2 separate regions of the Rattus norvegicus genome follow, and region 2 is linked to region 1. A link is a contact called in public Hi-C data. All regions are on one chromosome and are shown on one strand. The core of a region is the stretch at or near the end of the contact, and the rest is flanking DNA. Distances in the headings are between cores, read along the strand shown.

Region 1 (7,283 bases), core at 3,410-5,909:
GCAGAGGGGGAGAGAGAGTGGAGCAGCTTGAGCATTGTGGAGAGAGATTAACCTACAGACTGAGGTGGAGAGGCCACACGGAGTGTGTGCAGTGGCAGGGGTCCGTGTCAATCCATGGCTCATGCTCCCACTGGAGAACGTGGGGCAGCTGCTGAGGATCACGTGGATGTGCAGGGGCTGTGCAAAACTGGCCCCGGCTCTCACCAGAGGCAAGACTCAGTAGAGTGTTGGCAAAGCGGGCCCTGAGCCTAGCGCAGACAGCACAGTGGAGCTGGCCCTGCTGCCCCTCTGCCAGGAGGTGGCACAGGCACAGAGGTGATGCCCACCTCACCCCTCACCACCTGTGGCAGGTGGGAAAGCTACTCACAGGGTTGTCAGCTCTGGAGAGCTGGCCCTGCCCCTCACCACTGCAGCACTCCAGAGAGTGGGTCCTGCCCCCTCCCCCTGACCTGGCCCTGCCCTCTACTGCCATGAGGTGGTGTGGGTGCAGGGGTGGGGAGGAGGAGCAGTGGGTTGGTGGAGCGCTGGCTCTGGGGTCATGAGAGCAGGATGACTAACCAACCCTGGACTGAGAGCACCTGGCGGACTGGGCCCTGCACCTTGCCTGCGAGGCACAGTGGAGCTGGGAAGCAGCCTAGTGGAGACCGCTTCCTCCGAGGCCCTTTGTTCCCTCCCTGGCAGCAACAAGGACAAACGCCACTGACCAAAGGACAAAGGCCACTGACCAAAGGACAAAGGCCACTGACCAACACATTGAATCTCTGGTGTCACACTTAAGAAATAACTGTTGCTGGGGTTGGAGAGACCAGTGACCATGAACACATGGCCTTCCTGCAAGGACTGGGCTTCGGGGTCAGTTCTCAGCCCCCACATGGCATGTCACAAGCCTCTGGAACTGCAGTCCCCTGGAGATCCGATGGCCTCCACACCAGTCATATACATATACACAGGCAAGCACTCCCACCCATAAGATAAAATAAGTACATCTCTGCTGGGGATTTAGCTCAGTGGTAGAGCACTTACCTAGGAAGCGCGAGGCCCTGGGTTCGGTCCCCAGCTCCGAAAAAAAAGAACCAAAAAAAAAAAGTACATCTCTGTTTCCACGGCCCTGTCTCAGCACTCACCCCACAGGCACACGGACGGGGTAAAGCGCTGCGGAGTGCGCGTGCACACACACACTGAACAAAGGCCTTAGGAGAAGGACCAGAAGGAGGAGGAGGAGGAGGAGGAGGAGGAAGAGGAGGAGGAGGAAGAAGAAGAAGAAGGAAGAAGAGGAAGAAGAAGAAGAAGAGGAAGAAGAAGAAGAAGAAGAAGAAGAAGAAGAAGAAGAAGAAGAAGAAGAAGAAGAAGAAAAGAAGCAGCAGCAGCAGCAGCAACAGCAGCAGCAGAAGAGGGGGCTGGAGAGATGGCTCAGTGGTTAAGAGCACTGACTACTCTTCCAGAGGTCCTGAGTTCAATTCCCAGCAACCACATGGTGGCTCACAACCATCTGTAATGGGATCTGATGCCCTCTTCTGGTGTATCTGAAGACAGCTACAGTGTACTTATATAGAATAAATGAATAAATCTTTAAAAAAGGGCTGGAGAGATGGCTCAGCGGCTAAGAGCACCCGACTACTCTTCCAGAGGTCCTGAGTTCAATTCCCAGCAACCACATGGTGGCTCACAACCATCTGTAAAGAGATCCGATGCCCTCTTCTGGTGTATCTGAAGACAGCTACAGTGTACTTATATATAATAAATGAATAAATCTTTAAAAAAAAAAATCTTTAAAAAAAAAAAAGAAGCAGAAGAAGGAGGAGAAGAAGAAGACGATGACGACGACAACACTGACAGCTGGGCAGTGGTGAAAAATCAAAAAAGTAAAAAGCAAAAAGAGGTGGTGCACCTGGGAGGTAGAGGCAGACAGATCTCTGTGAGCTTGAGTCTAGCCTGGTCTACGTAGCAAGCTCCAGCTCCAGGACAGTTGAGAGACCTTTCCTAAACCTCTCCCCCAAAAGAAGGGAAATAAGTTATGGTTTGAATATGCTTGGCCCAGGGAATGGCACTATTAGGAGGTGTGACCCTCCTAATTGGAGTGGGTGTGTCACTGTGGGCGTGGGCTATAAGACCCTCACCCTAGCTGCCTGGAAGCCAGTCTTCCACTAGCAGCCTCAGATGAAGCTGTAGAACTCTCAGCTCCTCCTGCACCAGGCCTGCCTGGATGCTGCCATGTTCCCACCTTGATGACAATGGACAGAACCTCTGAACTGTAAGTCAGCCCTGATTAAACGTTGTCATTTGTAAGACTTGCCTTGGTCATGGGGTCTGTTCACAGCAGTACAACACTAAGACAAATTTCCACATGTTTGCCTGATGGAATAAATGTCATGGAAGCCTCTAGAACTGTATGAGAGCCAAATTTTCTGGCAGCCTCATGAAAGAGCAGAAGTGCACAATGATACTCAGATCTTTGCTAACTTACGGTGTGTTTCTATCCGAGTGAGCCCAGTACAACTGGATCTATCCACCCCTGCAGGTCTAGTTCATGGGAGGCTGCAGCAGGAGAAGCTCTTGACACTGTCCTGGGCTGCTGAGAGAACGACACGCCAGCTGGGCGGTGTACACAGCATGATTCTGTCTAACACAAATGAAAAGCAAGAGCAGGAGCCAGAGCTGTGCATCCAAGCACTGCTGGGTTCAGGTCCCTGCACTCACCTGGCAGCTCACAAATACAAGTGGCAGGGAGCCCGACACCTGCCCTCTTCTGACTTTCTGAGGCTCCTGTAGGCAAGCGGCACACACACACACACACACACACACACACACACACACACACACACACACACACTAAAAACTACGTTTATTGGCTGGGGATTTAGCTCAGTGGTAGAGCGCTTGCCTAGGAAGCGCAAGGCCCTGGGTTCGGTCCCCAGCTCCGAAAAAAAGAACCAAAAAAAAAAAAAAAAAAAAAACTACGTTTATCCTAGGTTGAAAGGCATGCATCCCTAGAACCTGAAGAGCACCCCACCAGCCAGCCTCACAGCACCCTGCAGGGTGGTCCTGGTCTCAGGTGACACAAGTTGGGGAGAGGGGCTCTGCTCATTCCATGTCTCTGGTCCCAGACAGATAAAACTCAGTTCAAACATAGGTTTCTATTATTTCACTCCACCTTGAGGGAGTGCTTACCCCCCCCCCGCCCCCCATACTGGGGAGGAATCCAGGCCCATACATATGTTCTGCTGCTGAGCCCCTCACTGGGGCACTCTAGGCAGGGACTCCACCCTTGACCACACCGCCAGACCTTTGCTCTTTACACTGTAGCTGTTTTCATGCACATCAGAAGCGGGCATCAGATCCCATTACAGATGGTTGTGAGCCACCATGTGGTTGCTGGGATTTGAACTCGGGACCTCTGGGAGAGCAGTCAGTGCTCCTAACCACTGAGCCATCTTTCCAGCCCCCATTTGTTCTTGTTGAGGTGAGATTTCACTAAGTGTCCCAGGCTGCCCTTGAACTTAAATGGCACCGGAGTGGATCAAGATGGAGAAACAACAGACATCAAGAAGCCCAGGGGTGGGACTCTCCCCGCCTTGTCACCTCGGTAGTTCCGAGTACAGGAAAGGGGCGGTTAAAACCTGGTTTCCGGAAGTTCTCAGAGCTGTGTCTCAGGTTATCTGCTCCTGCCTTTGTCCACGGTTAAGTTTGTGGTCTCTAGCATCCTGCTGCTTGGAGCTCGCACCTCTCCGAAGCCCCATCACTTCCAGAGCTAGTCCTGCTTCCTCCATGCTTCCTCCATGCTGAAGGGAGTGCTGGGTGACCTGAGAGACCTTATTGTCCTCTGCAGGGAAAACACTGTCTGGTGTCCCCTGCTACTCCCACCCGCTCCTCCCTGAGCTCCCAACTCTCATAATCGTAGCAAATCAGAAGCCAAAGTTATGAGAATATAGGCGGGCTCTGGAATAAGCAAAAGGGACCTTTGTCCAGCCTTAACCACTACACCAACCTCTGCTTTGACCGTAGGTACTTATGGAGCCTAGGGAAGAGGTGGAGGGAGGAGGAGGGAAGGAAAAAAGCAAAGGTGCTGGTGCAGGCCTTTAATCTCAGCGTTCAGAAGGCAGAGACAGGCTGATCTATCTGAGTTCCAAGACAGTCTGGGCTAAATAAAAGAAAAAAAAAGAAAGAAAAAAAGAAGAAAGAAAGAAAGAAAAGAAAAAGAAACTGCGGCCAAAGTTCACTTTCTGTGATCCGTTTTTGAGTCTCCCCTATCTAACCTTTTCAATTACTTTTTTAGGGGAGGCCGGGGAGTGCTAAGGGGGCAGAAATGGGGATAGAACCCAGGGCTTTCTGTACACAAGGCAAATGCTTCACTCCGTAGCAACAGCCCAGACCCTCAATGAATTTTTATCAGAGACGTGATCGTTTCAAACAAATGAATCAGGCAGGAGATGGGATGGAGGATCCGATCCAGCAGCTGAAGGGTACCTTGTGCTATCAGGACCTCAAATATTAAACATGCTTGCAATCCATGAGGCTCCCTTTCTCCCTCCTTTTGACAGATCCCGGTTCCCAGCGCCCACTTTGGGCTCCGTCGCTGGACACTGTCATCCTGAGGGATGAAGTCCCGCCGCCCGCCTTGGCCCTCCGAGGACCCACCTGGCCGTCCGGATCCGACTCCCGCCTCGCCGAGTCTCCGGCCGCGCCCGCAGAGGGACACGCCTGCGGAGGGACACGCCGCACGCCCCGCCCAGGCCGCGCCCGCCAGCCGGATTTATTTCCCTTAAAGGGAAGGGGCCCGGATGGAGGCGTGGCGCCCGAGCTCCGAGGATTCCCGTATGAAAGGCGGGCACTGACGGTAGACCCCGCAGCACTCGGCGCCCCTGGAGACCAGAACGGACGCTGCTCAATGGCTGGAGTGCTGCGGTTGAGGGGCGGGACGAGCCCTCCCTCGATGGCTCCGGAACTAGCGCCAGTCCATGGCGCATGCGTGAGGTGCTGTGGATGGGGTGGAGCCTGGAGGCAGACTGGCGTTACCGGTTGCCAATTGTAACAGGAGTTGGGCCAAACCTGGGGAGGAGCCAGATTTAGGTGCAGAGCCAGACCAGGAACAGAAGTCGAGTGGGTGTGGTGACAGGCTAGCCAGGGGGCGGAGCCATCCGTGGGGCGGGACCAGGCCTGTAGGCGGAACAAGGCCTGAGACTGGAGTCTAATTGGGGCGGGGCTAGGCAGGGGCGGGACCAGAGTTGGAAGCAAGACCATGCCCTGAGCCGGGATGGCGCGGCCTGTCCACAGCGCGCGCCGTTGGTTGGTGCGGCGTGACGGGGCGTGGCGCGGGAGGCGCAGTCCGTTGGTGCGCGGCTGGAGGGCGCGGCGCTGGTGGCGCCAATGTTTGGGCACGGCCGGATGGGCCAGGCCATGGCCCTACTGCTGTTCCTGGGCATGACAGCGGCGCTGGCCTGGGGCTGCCTGCAGTGCGACCCCAACTTCTCGGAGAAGTTCTCCTTCTACCGTCACCACGTGAACCTCAAGTCCTGGTGGGTGGGTGACATCCCCGTGTCGGGGGTGTTGCTCTCCGAGTGGAGCCACAACACGATGAAGGAGCTCCATTTGGCCATCCCCGCCGAGATCAGTGAGCGGTAGAGCCCATCCCAGGGTCAGAAGAGCAGCAGGGGCCCGGGCAAAGCCACTCATTTGCTTCCTTTTCCTCCTGCCCTCAGCCCGGAAGAAGCTACATCAAGTAGCAGAAGCCGTGTATCAGAGGATGGACCAACTGTACCAGGGGAAGATGTACTTCCCAGGTAAAGAGTGAAATTGAGGTGGGGCCGGTGCGAGCTGCTAGGCACCTGAGTTTGACCACTCTGCTGTGTGACTCCACATCAGGATATTTCCCCAATGAGCTGCGGGCCATCTTCCGGGAGCAAGTGCGCCTCATCCAGAATGCCATCATAGAGAGTGAGCAGCGGGCTCCACAGAGGGGACAATGCTCGTGGCCGCTGGCACATCAGGGCCGGGGGCACGGAAAACAGGGCTCAGGAAGGAGTGGCTCTGCAGGAGGCCCTTTTGCATCAATGGTGGCCAGCTTGCCCATCACCCCCTTATTTCTGTCAGACTCGCCTCTGGTGGCACCTGGGAACATTGTAACCACCCTTCCCTCAGGTCAGCCCCATCTTTCACTGGGGCCTCCCTGTGGAACTCATGTATGTAGCACATGCCTGTAATCCCAGCACTCAGAAATGAGGGAAAAAGGCAAGAAGATTGCCACAAGTCACAAAGCAGCCTAGACTACTTTCTCTGTGCCAGGGTATCCTGGGCTACAAAAACAGAAGTGGGGCTGAGGTCTTAAGCTCTGGGCCTTGTCAGAAGGCACTGTCCTGTTATGTCCTCCCCTCCCTAGGCCGCATCGACTGTCAGCGTCACTGTGGTAAGTGAACTATGGTCCAGGCTGAGGGCCACAGGGGCAGTGGCCCAGGCTGGGGAAGCCCAGGGGAGCCTGGGGCTGCCTCTCATGTATTGCAGGCATCTTCCAATATGAGACCATCTCCTGCAGCAACTGCACAGACTCACATGTTGTCTGCTTCGGCTACTACTGCAAGTATGGCTCACCCAGCCATCCCACTGCCCCCGGGGGCCTGCCTGGGCCTTGGGGATATCCCACCACCAAGCCTTGTGTTCTCCCTGCCCCAGGTCATCACCACAGTGGGAGTCAGCTGTACAGGGCCTTCTGAAATACATGTGAGTGGGGCTTATTGGGTACCAGGATGTGGTGGGGGTACACTAAGGGAGGCCACGCGGTACTGACTCCAAACATACTGTCATTATAGAAACACCTGGCACAAGTAAGTTCCTGCTGGAATCCAAGTGCGTGGGTACACCTTATGGTGAGGGCTCGAAGCTGGCAGAGGCCCAGGAGGACCTTGCCCACACCCTTCAAGGCTCTCCAAGCTCAGCTGGAGGAAGGGAGCAAACCATCCTGGCTGAAGGGGCTTCATGAAACCTAGGCTACCCTGAGTTGGTGGCAGAGTTGGAGGGTCTAACTGGAGCCCCATTCTATTTCAGACAGGATGTAAAGATGAGGTAAGACCAGGCTTTCCGCTGGAGCGGGGGTGGGGGTGGGGGTTTAGGGGAGGAAGGAGTATGGGGAGTGGGAAGAGGTGAGGAGGGGGAGAGGGAGTGAGGAGGCATGTGGGTGGATGAGAGTGGGAGGGATGCTGGGCAGGGCTGTGTGCCTGAGGGCACACTGGCCATCTGTAGCCACACCTACCTATGTGGTCAATGCACTGCCTGAACCATGCTGTTCCTTCTCT
Region 2 (7,283 bases), core at 2,412-4,911, 270 kb before region 1:
TCTCCACCTGCCTCACAGTAGCTAGTGACCTGACTGTACCCCCGGTTGCAGCAGGAAGCCTGGGCATTATGGATTGGGGTGCTTCCGGGGTGACTGGAGCCTCTGGGGGTTTCCAGGCCTCCAGAAGAGCACAGATGGCCCTCTGCTACTTCCTCAGGCCAAGGGGAAGACAGCTCCGGCAGTGACTGAGGGCCCTGCTTTTGGGTAGGGTAAGCAAGAATGACCCACACCAGCCTCCCACAAATGTCCGTCACACGGAAGCCTTGCTGAATAACAAACATGCCGGCCTACAGCCCGCTTCATCTCCCCATCCGTATCAGGTTGTCTACGACCTGCTTCTCTTTCAAGATCTTAGCTGTCCTGGGCAAGCCAGACTAAGCCATGTTCATACCGAGTGTCTTATTTGTTCAAATTGCATTTACTGGGGGAAGGCCAGACTGCAGCCTGGGCTGCACAGTTGGAACAGACAAAACGCAGAGGCCGGGGTTCCGGTCAGTACAGCTCGATGGGTTCTAAAACAACCACGCTCTGGTGGGGCTGTTTGAGGAACTGTCCGGAGTCACCCAGCAGACAGATCTCATCACAGTCCCCATGAACAAACCCCCAGTACCCCTCAGTCCTACCTGAGCCTGCGAACTGGGTTCCAGCTAGGGAGGCGGGCCGGCCCTTGCCATTGGCCACAGGTAGCGGGAACATCTGTGGGACAAAGAAGAGACAGGCGTATAGAGGCAGGGCTGTGAGCAGTCCAGGGTCTGGCTGAGCCATAGACTAGGTTTCCTGGAGTTAGGCTGGGACAGGTCTGTGGGCATGGATAGGGTGACCCCAGCTGTAGAACAAGTCTAGAGGGAGACTGAAGCTCAAATGTCCAGACCTCTGGGGCTGTAGCTAAGGAAGAGTGACAGCAACCCACCTGCTAGAGCGTGGCTTACAACTGGTTTTGGTGAGTGCAGCCTTGAGTGTCACTTGTGTTTGGAGACCCTGGCTGACCTGGAAATTATTATGTAGCCTAGCCCGGTCTCAAACTCACAAGGACCCACCTGCTTCTGCTTCCTGAGTGCTGGGGTTACAAGTGTGTGGCCATTTTGTTCCTTGAGACACTATCTCTCGCTGGCCTGAAGCTTGCCAAGTAGGCTGGACTGGCTGGCGGGAAGCCCCGGCCATTCTCCCCAGGGCTGGCTTATGGGTGGGTGCCGCCTTTGTGCCTCCCTTGCACACGGGCTGCTGGGCTTGAACTTAGACCCCAGCACTCTACCCAGAGTCATCTCCCTGCCCTGACCCTGTTTCTGAGATGGACATTCTGTAGTCTAGGCTGGTCTTAAATTTACGATCCTCCTGCCTCAGCCTCACAGGGATATGCCACAACGCCTGAAGGTGACATGGTTTCTCCTATCCCAGCTGAACTACCAAAAAAAAAAAAAAAAAAAAGTTTCTGCTCAACAGGTGGTCGGGAGAGAATCCCAGGGCAGGGCAGCCTCCTGAAAAGCCAGCATCCCTAGGGATTCAGACATCCCCTAGACACCACAGAGGGCCCCCACTTGTCTGACTGTCACCCCAGCACTTGGGAACTGGAGATAGGCTAAGATCATCAGTGGCTACATACATAGGTAGTTAGAGGCCACAGGAGACCCTGTCTCAAACAAACAAACAAACAATAAGAAGGGACGGAGGCACTGGGTGGCAGAGCTGGGTACTGTGAGGGTCCTGAGGGAGCCTCTGCTCACAGGACCTTGAACTCCCACATCCACTCCCACCTGCCCAGTGCAAAGTCTCTTCATGCTAAACACTCAGAGGCACAGACAGACAGACCACACACACCAGCCAACTCCCAACCACAGAGGGCCAGGTTTCCCATGTGTGGGGCCTAAGGACTGAAGGGGTGGGAAGGCCCCCACACTGACCACATTATCCCCTAAGTCATCCCCTAAACAACTAAGGCAGTGACAGTGTAGCCCCACAGCCAGGACATGTGTGGGTCTGGGGCCAGCTCTGTCTCAAATGCTAAGACGGGGACCAGAGACTGCTCTGAGGTTAACAGGCTGCTGCTCTCCCAGAGGGCCAGGATGAAGTTCCCAGGAGCCACATGACTGCTCACAACTCTCTCTAACTCCAGTCCCAGAGTGTCTGATGCCCTCTTCTGACCCCCAGGGTATCCTGCATAAACACGGTACACAGGCCTGTCTCTACAACGCTCAGCAGAAGGATTTAGGGGATCCAGACCAGCCTCGGCTTTATGAGATGCTAGGTCAAAAACAAAATAAAAAACGCAACCCTCCACTAACCAGAGTCTGCCTCCCTCCTGGCTACATGAGCCCTATGCAGGAGACTCCCTCTCGGCTTTGATCTCAGATTTTCATGTATGCCCCAGGATGCCCTCTCTTGATCTAAACCAGGGGAGACCCTGGGCCCTGACGACTGCAGAAGTGGTGGCCCAGAGGCTCAGGGTGCTCCCATGGGTCCAACAGGCTGAGCTGCACCCCCAAGCTGCTGTGTTCCGGGCCACTAGGCCGTGACCTGACAGTTTAACAACAAGACCCAGCAGGCCAGGCCTCTGCCAGTTCAGCCTGGGGCAACCAGGGGCAACAAGGGAAAAGAGGCCTTCAGAATCTCACGGAGTGGCTGTCCCCAGAGCTGTATTTCCACAGGGTGGCTGGGGCTGTTTCAGTGTGAGCAAGCTTGTTTTTGGTAGAATTCTGTGGCCTGGGGCCTTTGTGGGGATGGGTAGAGGAGTTTAGACCGAAGTCAGCCTAGGAGCTTTTCCGGGTGCAATGGTACTTCTGGGGGTGGTGCCGAGATGTCAAGAAAACAGAGTTTAGGAAAACATGCTGGTTCTTGAAGGACAGGTCCACTGCCCCGCCCCCCAAGGGTGCCCACTGCACAGATAGGTGAACTGAGGGTCCTAGCTGTGGAGATGGCCACCAGGAGGCTCTGGTTTCTCCAGCTCATTACTGGGTGTTTCTGTGCTCTGTGACTGTTGTCAGCCAGCAACCTCTCTGGGCATTTACATAGCTGGAGAGGCCGGCTACCACAGAAGGGCAGGAACACAGCCACAGTGGGCCCCCGTATGCTAATGCAGCAGGCTGCTGAGCACTCAGACTGAGAGGAGGGGGTTGGTGGCTTCCTTCTTCTCTAAGGTCCCCAGCATGGGCCAGAGCAGCCTGGGACTTCATTCTTAGCACCTGTAACTCCGATGGTCACTTTCCTAACTCAAGGCCACCGGGACTGGTGGGGACTCACAGGCACATGAGGCTTCTACAGTGAACACGCCAGGGAGCGACTAGAACTCTGAACAGACGTTCCCCCTCTCTCTGGGCTTAGTTCTCCCCACACGAAGCTGCAGGTGGGACCCTTTCTTTGGTGGGCGTCACCAGGCCCATGGTAGGGGGCTCCATTCCCTTTGAGATTCCTCCTACTCTTGCGAGCTGGGGACTTTGCTCCTACTGGTAGACACCCCTGCTTCCGCTCTATCTTCAGCGTGGGAGCAGGGGTAGCACTGTGGGGCAGGGGCTGGCTCACCATACTGAAGTCCAGGAGGTCACTCAGTTCTTTGTCCGAGCCAACAGGTGCCATTCTCTGAGACTGGTTCATCATCCAGCCAGGGCAGCAGGTGTCGGAACTGGGGTGCGTTCCCCAGGCCTAGAGGCAGCCCTGTGTAGTGACACCAGGGGACTGGAGGGGAGAGACAGAGGGGACTAAGAGCATGGACAAGCGGGCATTAGAGGAGAGGCCCTGGGGTCTATGGGGCCCTGGAAGGAGGGCGGAGCCTGGGTTTTGGGGTGATCATCTGTAGATCCTTCTCAAGAGCAAATGGATAACTGGAACAGTGGAGAGAAGGGGTATGTGTATGAAGTCTCCCAATCAGGGGCCCACCCGGGTGTCAGGTTGCACATTTTAAAGCAGAGGTGGGGGGCGGTCTGTGGGCCCTGTCTAGGAGGGAAGGAATGGCCCAGCTCTGCCTTCTCCAAATGAACTTGGTGGAACCTTCCTATGCAGCAGCTGTCACAGAACACCCAAGACCCTGGCCACCCCCAAATTCAAAGCAAAACAGACTCTGAATTTCAAGACTCCAGTAGGTGGAAGAGGTGTTATCCCTGGGGCCACAACTTCTCTCTCTCTCACCCCTAAACCCAACCTCATTCAGAAAAGTTAAAAAAAAAAAAAAAAAAAAAAAAGCAAAACAAAACCAAGTGGGCTGTCTTATTGTCACGATGTATCCGGGAATTATTCAAGTCAAGTTTGAAAACATCCTTTTACCAACATCACCCTGGTGGGGAGGGGGAGGTCCCCAAGACTCGGGATTCCCCTCAAGTCCCAGGGGCTCTGCTCCACCAGCGGGGGAGGGGATCCACCTGCCAGGCCCAATTCCACCCACCCCAGGGAATAGTGAGAGGCCAACACATAGTTAGAAGGTTAACTTTTTTTCCAGTGTTCCCCAGAAAGGAGAGAGGGCAGCAGGGATCTGGGAACCCACAGGCTTGGGAAGAAGGTTCTGGTGCTGAGGGAAGACCCATGTCCAGAAGCTCAGGAACCACAACTCTTTTGTTTGTCAACTCAGACACAGGGTGTGAAACAGGCACCTAGAGCACCCCGCCCTCGCTGTTTCTTGTCTTTTTTTTTTTTTTTTCATCCTTTTTGGAGGACGTGTGAAACTGACTCTTTTTTTTTTTTCTTCTAAGTTGTACGAAACCACACTTCTTTTTGTGGGGTATTTGAAACCGATTTTTCTGGGTAACCCCAGGAGAGGTGAAACAGTGCTCCGAGTGGGGGCGGGTGCCACAAACACTTTGGGGAGGGGAGGGGAGGAATGGGACAACCTGAGACTTCTTGGATTGGGGGGTAGGGAGGCAGAATTGCAGACAACCCTTCCTTCTCCTCCCTCCCCCATTCCAGCAGCCAGTGCGGGAGGAAGAAGGCTGGAAGTTCTGAGGCCACCACCGTGTCCCAAACCTTGAGCTGTGCCGCGCCCCACATTAACACAGAGCAGATGTTCCCGTCTCGGGGTCCCTGTGTCTCCCCTCCTTCTCTGTACCCAGAGATCCCTTTCTTGTAGCAAACAAAGGCCTTGCTCTCTTTTCCTCCAAACTCCAGCTTAAATTGGGAGGGGGCACATCCTTAAGTGTGTATGTGTGGAGGGGGATGTTTCTTCCAAGATCTCCAGGAGTTGGAGAACCCCAAGTTAATGAGGTGAAGAGATTAGGCTCGTACTTCCTTCCAAACTCCAGCTCCGATGGAGGGTTGAAGATCCCCGCTGGCTGGGGGTGGATGGGAAAGGGACACCTCCCCAAATCCCCAACAAGAGTTAGGGAACCCTAGGTTGTGGAGTGCAGGATAATCCTCACCCTTCCAAACTCCACTATGATCAGGGTACATGGGTGGAGGTGGGTGGTAAGGGGACACCTCCCCTAAGATAACCACGAGTTGGGGAACCACTAGCTAATGGAATGAGGGGATGGCCCTCTCTCTTCCCTCCAAACTCCACCTCCGATCAGGACCCCGTCTCTGAGGTTAAATGGAAAGGGAACACCTCCCCGAAGATCCCCACGAGTTGGAGAAGCCCTTTCTGATGAAGTTGGGTGACCGTCCAAAGAGAGCCGTCACAAAAGAGGCCTGGGCAAAGTTTGCTCCCAAGTGCGCGCGTCCCCTCCACGTCACCCCCCTCTCCAGGCGCGCAAAGTTGAAGACAGAGAACAATGCGCCGCCGGGCCCGGGGCCCTGTGCAAGGGGGACGCGTGCACCCTCCCCGGGGGGCTCACCCCAGCCCCAGCCTCCCCACGGACCCGAGAGAGACCCGGAGGCAACTTTTTTTCTCATGCATTAAGCAGAGAAGGGGGGGTCCCCACCGCGCGCGCGTCCCCGTGAGCCCCACGCGCGCGCCCGGGTCCCCTCCGCGTGCGCTCACCTGCTGGGCGGGGGCATGCACCGGGTGCACCGCGGGTCCCTGCTGCCCACCGCCCTCGGGGACCCCGGGGACAAAAGGGTGGCGGGCGCGTCCCCGAGGGTCGCGCGTGGGCGGCAGGAGCGCGCAGGGCTCGGGGTCGCGCGTCCTTCCTCCTCCCCACTCGCGTTCGCGTCGCCTGGCCTCTCTCAAGCGTCTCTCAGAGGAGGCCCCGCGGGAAGGGACCGTAGCAGAGGCGGCGGCGCGCGGCGGTGGCCCGCGGTGGCCCGCTACGCCCGCAGCCGCCGGCGCTGCCTCATCTTCCTGCGGCGGGAGACATGTTCCGCCCCCCCACCCCGCCCCGCGCCGCCCGCGGAAGCCACGCCCCCAGGAGGCCACTCCCACCATCGCCGAAAGCCACCTCCCCTAAGTCGCTCCAGCCGCGCCCCGACCGGATGCACTCCACGGATCCCTCCACTACCCTTTTGGAGGCGACAGTAACATACACCACCTCACAACAGTCACTATTAAGACACCCACAAAGATTACCATGATACCAAGAATCAACCAGTATCTAATACTAAAGTACTTCCGGCAGACATATTATCTAGCAAGCCGAGGTAAAGCCTTAGGGACTATTTTCCTACGCGGCGGTATACACGTACTGAGAGAAGCTTCCGTGACGCCAGCGGGAAGAACCATAAGATTGAAAGATAAGGACCACTAAAATAACCAATGGGAAGACGGGAAGTTTTGATTGGCAGTACCTCTAACCACTCATTGTGAAGTATCGTCTGCATTCCCGCCCTACAGCAGAGGCGGGATTCTCAGAGCAAGAGGCCGCGAGAAACTCGACGGGAAGGCGGTGGGAGGGCGGGGTTTGAGATTTTATTTTCGGGTTCTTATGCCCGCCGGCGCCGCCACGTCAAGTGGGTTCTATTTGAGTTTCTAGGATGGGCCCTGGACATTATGTGTTCCGAGCGGGTAAATCAAAGTCAGGATGGGATATCAAATCCTTAATGAGAGGCTAGGAAACTATGGGTCATTCTCTTTAGTGCTGAAGGACCCCCCACATTAGTCAACTTTTCCGTCTTTTGCAAATAGATGTTCCGTGATCCGTATAATAAAAGATGCCGGGTTGTGGTGCCACAAGTCCTTAATCCCAGCACTAGGGAGACAGATGCAAGCAGATCTCTGTGAGTTCAAGGCCATCCCGGTCTACAAAGGATAAGCCAAGGCTATTCAAAAAGCACTGTCATAAAAACAAAAAAGAAAGGAAAAAGAGAGGAAGGAAGAAAAAAATATGAGGGTGGGAAGGGGACTGGGAGAAGAAGAGGGAGGGTTAACTGAGCTTGCGGTAATACATGAGAAAATAGATTTTTTTAAAAAAAATCATAATGAGGCCAGGTGT

Evidence for each region. Hi-C and Micro-C count contacts between places; a contact is called where the count stands out from the background.
Region 2: a Hi-C map of kidney shows a contact between it and region 1, with 2.9 times the contacts expected there. The contact joins the promoter of Tcf3 here to the promoter of Mob3a in region 1. A contact is called at or near these places in 4 of 12 Hi-C or Micro-C datasets (hepatocytes, kidney, liver and 1 more).

What each region holds. Positions count from the first base shown.
Region 1 is chr7:9,658,677-9,665,959 of GRCr8, reverse strand. It overlaps Mob3a (MOB kinase activator 3A), which reads right to left and starts at 4,659. Exons shown (of 4, transcript NM_001108734.2): 1 at 4,636-4,659. Izumo4 (IZUMO family member 4) reads left to right here and starts at 4,831. Exons shown (of 7, transcript XM_063264492.1): 1 at 4,831-4,971; 2 at 5,697-5,777; 3 at 5,860-6,135; 4 at 6,374-6,400; 5 at 6,496-6,571; 6 at 6,664-6,711; 7 at 6,801-7,283. The coding sequence starts at 5,741. The coding sequence ends at 6,819. LOC120093774 (a long non-coding RNA gene) reads left to right here. Exons shown (of 2, transcript XR_005487458.2): 2 at 1-2,286.
Region 2 is chr7:9,927,629-9,934,911 of GRCr8, reverse strand. It overlaps Tcf3 (transcription factor 3), which reads right to left and starts at 3,661. Exons shown (of 18, transcript NM_001035237.1): 1 at 3,514-3,661; 2 at 624-696. The coding sequence starts at 3,588.